Regions from separate parts of the Oryctolagus cuniculus genome. Here region 2 is linked to region 1. The links are chromatin contacts, called in public Micro-C maps. All regions are on one chromosome and are shown on one strand. The core of a region is the stretch at or near the end of the contact, and the rest is flanking DNA. Distances in the headings are between cores, read along the strand shown. Region 1 holds the start of FGF1 (fibroblast growth factor 1). Region 2 overlaps LOC138850171 (a long non-coding RNA gene).

Region 1 (2,664 bases), core at 93-2,592:
GAACCTCTTTCCAGAACCTGTGTTTTGCTGAGTCTCAGGCATTCAGCAGGCCCGTTGGAAGATGGGACATTCAGACAAAGCCCCAAACCCAGACCCCTGTAGCTGCCAGCCCGGCCACAGCCTCTCCTGCACCTCACCGCGGTGCCAAGGAGGGGCTGGTGCTCCCTGGTGTCCATCACTGTTGCCTGTGCTTGTAGGGGTACAGTGGGCAGCGCTGGAGTGGTCTTTTGTGTTGAAAGCCTGCAGCCGTTGGTGCACGGTGCATGTATAATTAAGAGCCTCTGGTCTATACACCTTCCGCCTAAGGCAGCACTTAGCGTTCCACGTGAAGCCAGTCCCGCGGGAGCTGCCTGCTGCCTCTGCTCTGCCGGAGCCCACCCACACTTTCCTTCTCCTGATTTGCAGCGCGGTTGACTCTTGAGGTGCTGAGTCTCTAGGCAGCCAGCAGCTCTGGCTTTTGGCTTCTCTACAACATCCAGTGCCCCCGTGGTACCCAGGGACCAGACACCTGATTTTCGGCATCCGCACCCACCCCGGAAGTCCCCAGGTGCAAGGAAGAGAGCTGTGTCATTCAATGTCAAGAGGATACTTCCCTCCCAAGCCTGACCTTCCCTCACTGGTATCGCCTGGGAGCTGGCCGCCAGTGCAGCCTGGGCGAGGCGCTCTGCCTCCAGCTCCTGTTGCTGCTGCTGTCCTGTTTCCACGAGGTCTGGAGAATGACCTACCCCTCCCCCCTCCCGGGGACCACAGCTACATCTGCTGCATGGAGGCAGAGAAAGGGCTGCCTGGCTTACGACGTGCAAGGCTACATGTACGCTGGGTGCAATCCCAGCCTGGAGGGTTAGTGAACTGGACATCAAGCCCGTGGCTTGGTGTGGGATTTTACTGCCCCCTGCCTGTCAGGAAGCAGCTGGAGGGGGCAGCTACAGCAACCTGGGGAAACGCACAGCGGCTGGGCGCAGGCAGCCAGCTGCGTTAGGTCAGCAGAGTCCTTTTCCAAATTTGAAATTGGATGCCCTTAGGTGAGCGGTAGCTTCGCAAACCCAGCCTCGACACATTTATGTCACCGCCACCTCTGTGTGTGTCCTGCCCGAACAGGACCTAGAGGTCCTCCGGTCCCTGACCAAGGAAGACCCCAGCCAGGGGAGCAGGTGCAACCGAGCCGGGCACTTACTGTGCTGGTCGCTCCTGTCCCTTGTGCCGTCCACAGTGCCGTCCGGCAGGATCCTCAGGAAGTGGCCCCCGTTGCTGCAGTAGAGGAGTTTGGGCAACTTGTAGTTCCCTGCAGGCAGGTTGAACTTCTCGGTCAGGGCTGTGAAGGTGGTGACCTCCCCCTCAGCCATGGCGGCGGGGTGCTCGGCACTGTAAGAAAGGAGAAGATCTGTGCGCTGATCCTCCAGCACAGGCACGCGGTGCGCGGGCAGGGCGGGCAGCGGCTGCTGGGCTGGGGGTGAGCAGACTGCCCAGGTGTTGCCAGGGAGGTGGCAGCCGGCGGCGGGGCTATGATGGGCCCTGGCGAGGGAGGGGTTTTCAGGGGCGCTTCTCTCTTCCCAATTGGATGCCGCTTTGGACCCAGCTGTGCGTTTTTTAGAACTTCAAATTTAATCATTTGGCTGAAAGGGGGGGAAAAATCATGTTTTGGTCCCTCCTTCTGGTCCACACACATCCTCAAATTAAACACTGCAGTTGCACTAAAATAACACCCCAGGTCTGGCTGAAACCCACAAGAGCGGAGGGGCCGGACCGAGGCTCTGCCATCCACCCTCACACTGCCGGGGCTGGGTGTGCACGGCCCGGGTGCAGCGGGCAGCGCGGGCGGCCTGGCCACCTGGGGGCCTGTGAGCAAAGGCAGAGGAGGCCCCACAGGGACACGAGAGGGCCGGCAAAATGTTTGTACGCAAAGGAAACTCTCTGGGTTTGCTGGAAGGAAGAGGGCGTGAGGGTGGATTCAGTGGGACTTTTAAAGGACGGACGCTGTGCCAAGGGAATGCTCTGAGGGCCTGCAGGCTGAGCCTGGTGGCTGCGTGCTCCTCAGCTTTCCCACGTCCTCCTGCAGGTCTGTCCCTGCACACGGGCCTTCGTCATCGCAATTACTTACCCGTAGTAGACATACTTCAAACATAGAAACCACCGAATTCCCTATTATAAGCCTCTAACCTTGTATGCACCCACTATATACAAATTTACAGTATTTATATAAAATGTATCAGTTACATCCCTGCGGATTAAAAAACAAAGCTAATGAGTGACAGAATTTGAAAGCATATCCTTGCCCGCTAGTGGTTACAAAGAATGTCAAACAGAGAGACCAAAGAGAGACCGGGAGAGCGACGTGGCAGCGTCACCTTGGAAATGCAGGTGCTGATTGTGCGTAATTCCCTAGCGGTCTTGTGACTGCAGCCGTGTCATCAGGCAACGTATTCTGGGCACCAAGTCAACTCACGCTCACTTCCCCGTAACACTATGAGGCGGGCACTAATGCTCATTTCTCAGGAAAGGAAAACACAGCTCAGGCATGCCGAGTGGCTTGTTCCAGGTCAGCAGCTGGAAGGTGGCGGAACTGAGCCTCAGCGGGGCTCTGTGAACACAAGGCCCCCACTTGCCGTTCATCACGTGGAAGAGTTAAGTGCCTTCACATGCCCTGCAATGTTTTTACCAGGAGTG
Region 2 (2,664 bases), core at 111-2,610, 39 kb after region 1:
CTGCCTTTCAAATAAATCTAGGAAGGGAGAGAGAGAAAAGAAAGAAAACCAGCACAGTCATTCTACACGAAGTGGCAGAACCCCATGTGTCCTGAAAATATAGCACAAATATTGAGAGAGAACATCCTGGGGTTTCAGTGGTTACAGAAGAAGAAACTCAAAAGATCTGTTGATGTGGGAATTGGAGACTTGTCTGCGGGCTGGGCTGGCCTCGGGCGCGTGCAATGGAACCTGGAGCCAGGAGAGGGCGCACTGAGCCAAGTGTGCCTGCGGTGATGGCGCACTCAGCAGAGCTGTAGAATCATCTGTTTTTCCCATGCAGGTTTTTGTGCTCTCTGCAGGATGAGAGAGAATTTTCCCTGCTCTGTACCCAAGAACGAGCTTCTAAAAATATAATCAAGCTGATGACCTCGCAGATTAAAGAGGGCTTTGAAAGTTCAAGGAAAAGTGGAATTAAAAGAGAATGCTCATTTTCCATGAATTTTCTGAAGCCTCCTGGTATAATCATATTTTTAAAAAGTTTTTTTTAATGGACTTCAGCCTTTGGTCTCCCAAAAATCTGTGAACAAACTTCCCACCCCGTGATCCTTGTAACAGGTCTTGTTGTGCCCTGGGATTGCTAAACTCTTCAAATATTGACTTATACATATTATATCATACAAATAAAAGTGGAGGAGCTAGATGGTGAAGCTGGGGAGGGTAAACTGTTCTTTTATCTCTTTGAGTGTGGTTGATCCAGCTTTATTCGGTTAATAAGGGTTCCTTGTGCTCAGATACTGACGCCCTACAGCATCTTGTTGAGAAAGAAAACTGTGGATTCCTCGGGCCGGGGCGCTTGACAGCCTTGTGTTCTGTGGACAAAGCTTGCTGGGAAAAGGGTTGTCTTCCCTGCATTCTGGTTCTCAGAGTATGAAGGAAGAGCAGCCAAGCAGACTCCCAGCGGCCGTGGAAGAGAGAGCGAGCCGGCGGTGTGCAGGTGTGCCTGGAAGGCGGGGTGTATCCCAGCACTGATTGCTGCAGTCCTGGGTGGAGACACCGATGGAAACCTGGGGGAAAAAATGGGATGGTCTCTGGGGGAGTGGCTGGGGTGGGGGAGGGCCAATTCGCACTGGATCTGGTCACTGCAGGGCTTTGTCTAGTTAAAAGGGAAAGGAGATAACTCGTGGAAATGTTGCTGGAGAGAGCGCAGCGGCTGTTGGCTGGACCTCTGCTTCTAGTCCCAAGTTTCTGCGCAGGGCGCCTCCTCGCCGCCGGGGGCGCTCTTGCTCCAGCCTCGCTCAGCGGCTCTGCACGGCCCCGCCTCCAGCCCAGCCCAGCCGTGGAAGTGCTGCAGGCTCCTCCCACACCCGGGGTGCCGTGGCCTGTAGCTGCCCTTGGTCAGGCGTGCATTCTGTTCTTAACTGATTTGGCTTTTACTGGGAGGGGGCTCTTGCGTCCAGTTCCGCTGTCCAGCTGCCGTGTAACCACCAGAAGACCTGCCTGCAGCACTGCTCATCCGGGCTGGGTGCAGCCTGAGACCGGGTCTCTCTACTCTCAGTGGATCCCAAGCCCCAGCGAGCAGAGCAGCTCAACCGCAGGCTACACAGCCCTCACTCTGGTGTCAGCACGTGCCCTGGCCCTGGGGTGGGGTGGGGTGGGGGGAGGTCTCCTTTCTCATCTGCTTAGCGTCCTGCCCTGGCTCCTTTTCCTTCAGTCACCCTTTGAAGTGGCCCCAGGGCCTGTCCTCAGCCACCTCTCTTAAAGTACAAGGGGACTTCAAAAAGTTCATGGAATATGTGTGTGATGAAAAAATTATGCATAGATTGCAGAACTTTTTTGCATTAATATAAACTTATTTTTTAATGGCAATATTTTGGGGGGGTGCAAAGATTTATCTATTTGAAAGTCAGAGTTACAGAGAGAGGGGGATCTTCCTCTGATTCATTCCCTGGGTGGCCACAATGGCCAGCACTGGGCTAGGTGGAAAGCAGAAGTCAGAATTTTCATACAGGGTGCAGGGGCCCAAGCACTTGGGCTGTCTTCCTCTGCTTTTCCAGGTGCATTAGAAAGGAGCTGGATGGGTATCTAAATATTGACGGAGTCTGTGGACTCAAAAGGCTTCCTTAGCCTTGGCAGCTCATGACAAGAGCCTCGGGTGATTACTGACGTCATAAGAGTGTCACTTATTAAATCAACACAGGAGTCACTGTGCGCTTGCTCCCCATGTAGGACCTCTGTCCTTAATGTGTTGTACTATGAGAATTAACAGTAAAACTAGTCTTCAAACAGTACTTCATACTTTGTGTGTCTGTGTGGGTGCAAACTGTTGAAATCTTTACTTACTATAGAGTTGGTCTTCTGTATATAAAGATAATTAAAAATGAATCTTGATGAAGAATGGGATGGGAGAGGGAGTAGGAGGTGGGATGGGAGTGGGGGTGGGAGGGCGGGTATGGGGGGGAGAGCTGCTATTTTCCTAAAGCTGTGCCTATGAAATTTATATTTATTAAATAAAAGCTTTCAAAAAAAAAAAAAAAAAAAAAGGAGCTGGATGGAAAGAGAAGCAGCCAGGACTCAACACAGCGCCCATATGGGTGACGTGCTAGTGCCCCAGGCGGTGGCTTTACCCACTACACCACAACGCCGCCCCTAAACTTCTCTTTTAATTCCATTTCTCCGGCCACC

Evidence for each region. A called contact is a pair of places that touch in the nucleus more often than the background predicts.
Region 2: a Micro-C map of ear pinna shows a contact between it and region 1, with 7 times the contacts expected there. The contact joins the enhancer-like site here to the promoter of FGF1 in region 1. A contact is called at or near these places in 2 of 6 Hi-C or Micro-C datasets (ear pinna and an unstated tissue).

What each region holds. Positions count from the first base shown.
Region 1 is chr6:30,106,096-30,108,759 of mOryCun1.1, forward strand. It overlaps FGF1 (fibroblast growth factor 1), which reads right to left and starts at 1,343. Exons shown (of 3, transcript NM_001171488.1): 1 at 1,175-1,343. The coding sequence starts at 1,343. The region is part of intron 3 of LOC138850171 (a long non-coding RNA gene); the gene reads left to right.
Region 2 is chr6:30,144,766-30,147,429 of mOryCun1.1, forward strand. All of the region lies in intron 3 of LOC138850171 (a long non-coding RNA gene), which reads left to right. It also overlaps a transcript of FGF1 not described here. Among named protein-coding and RNA genes, the nearest start is that of FGF1, 39 kb to the left of the region's middle. Within about 2 kb of position 1,361, at least 1 of the 8 cell types and tissues checked has an H3K27ac peak or open chromatin away from gene starts, as enhancers often do.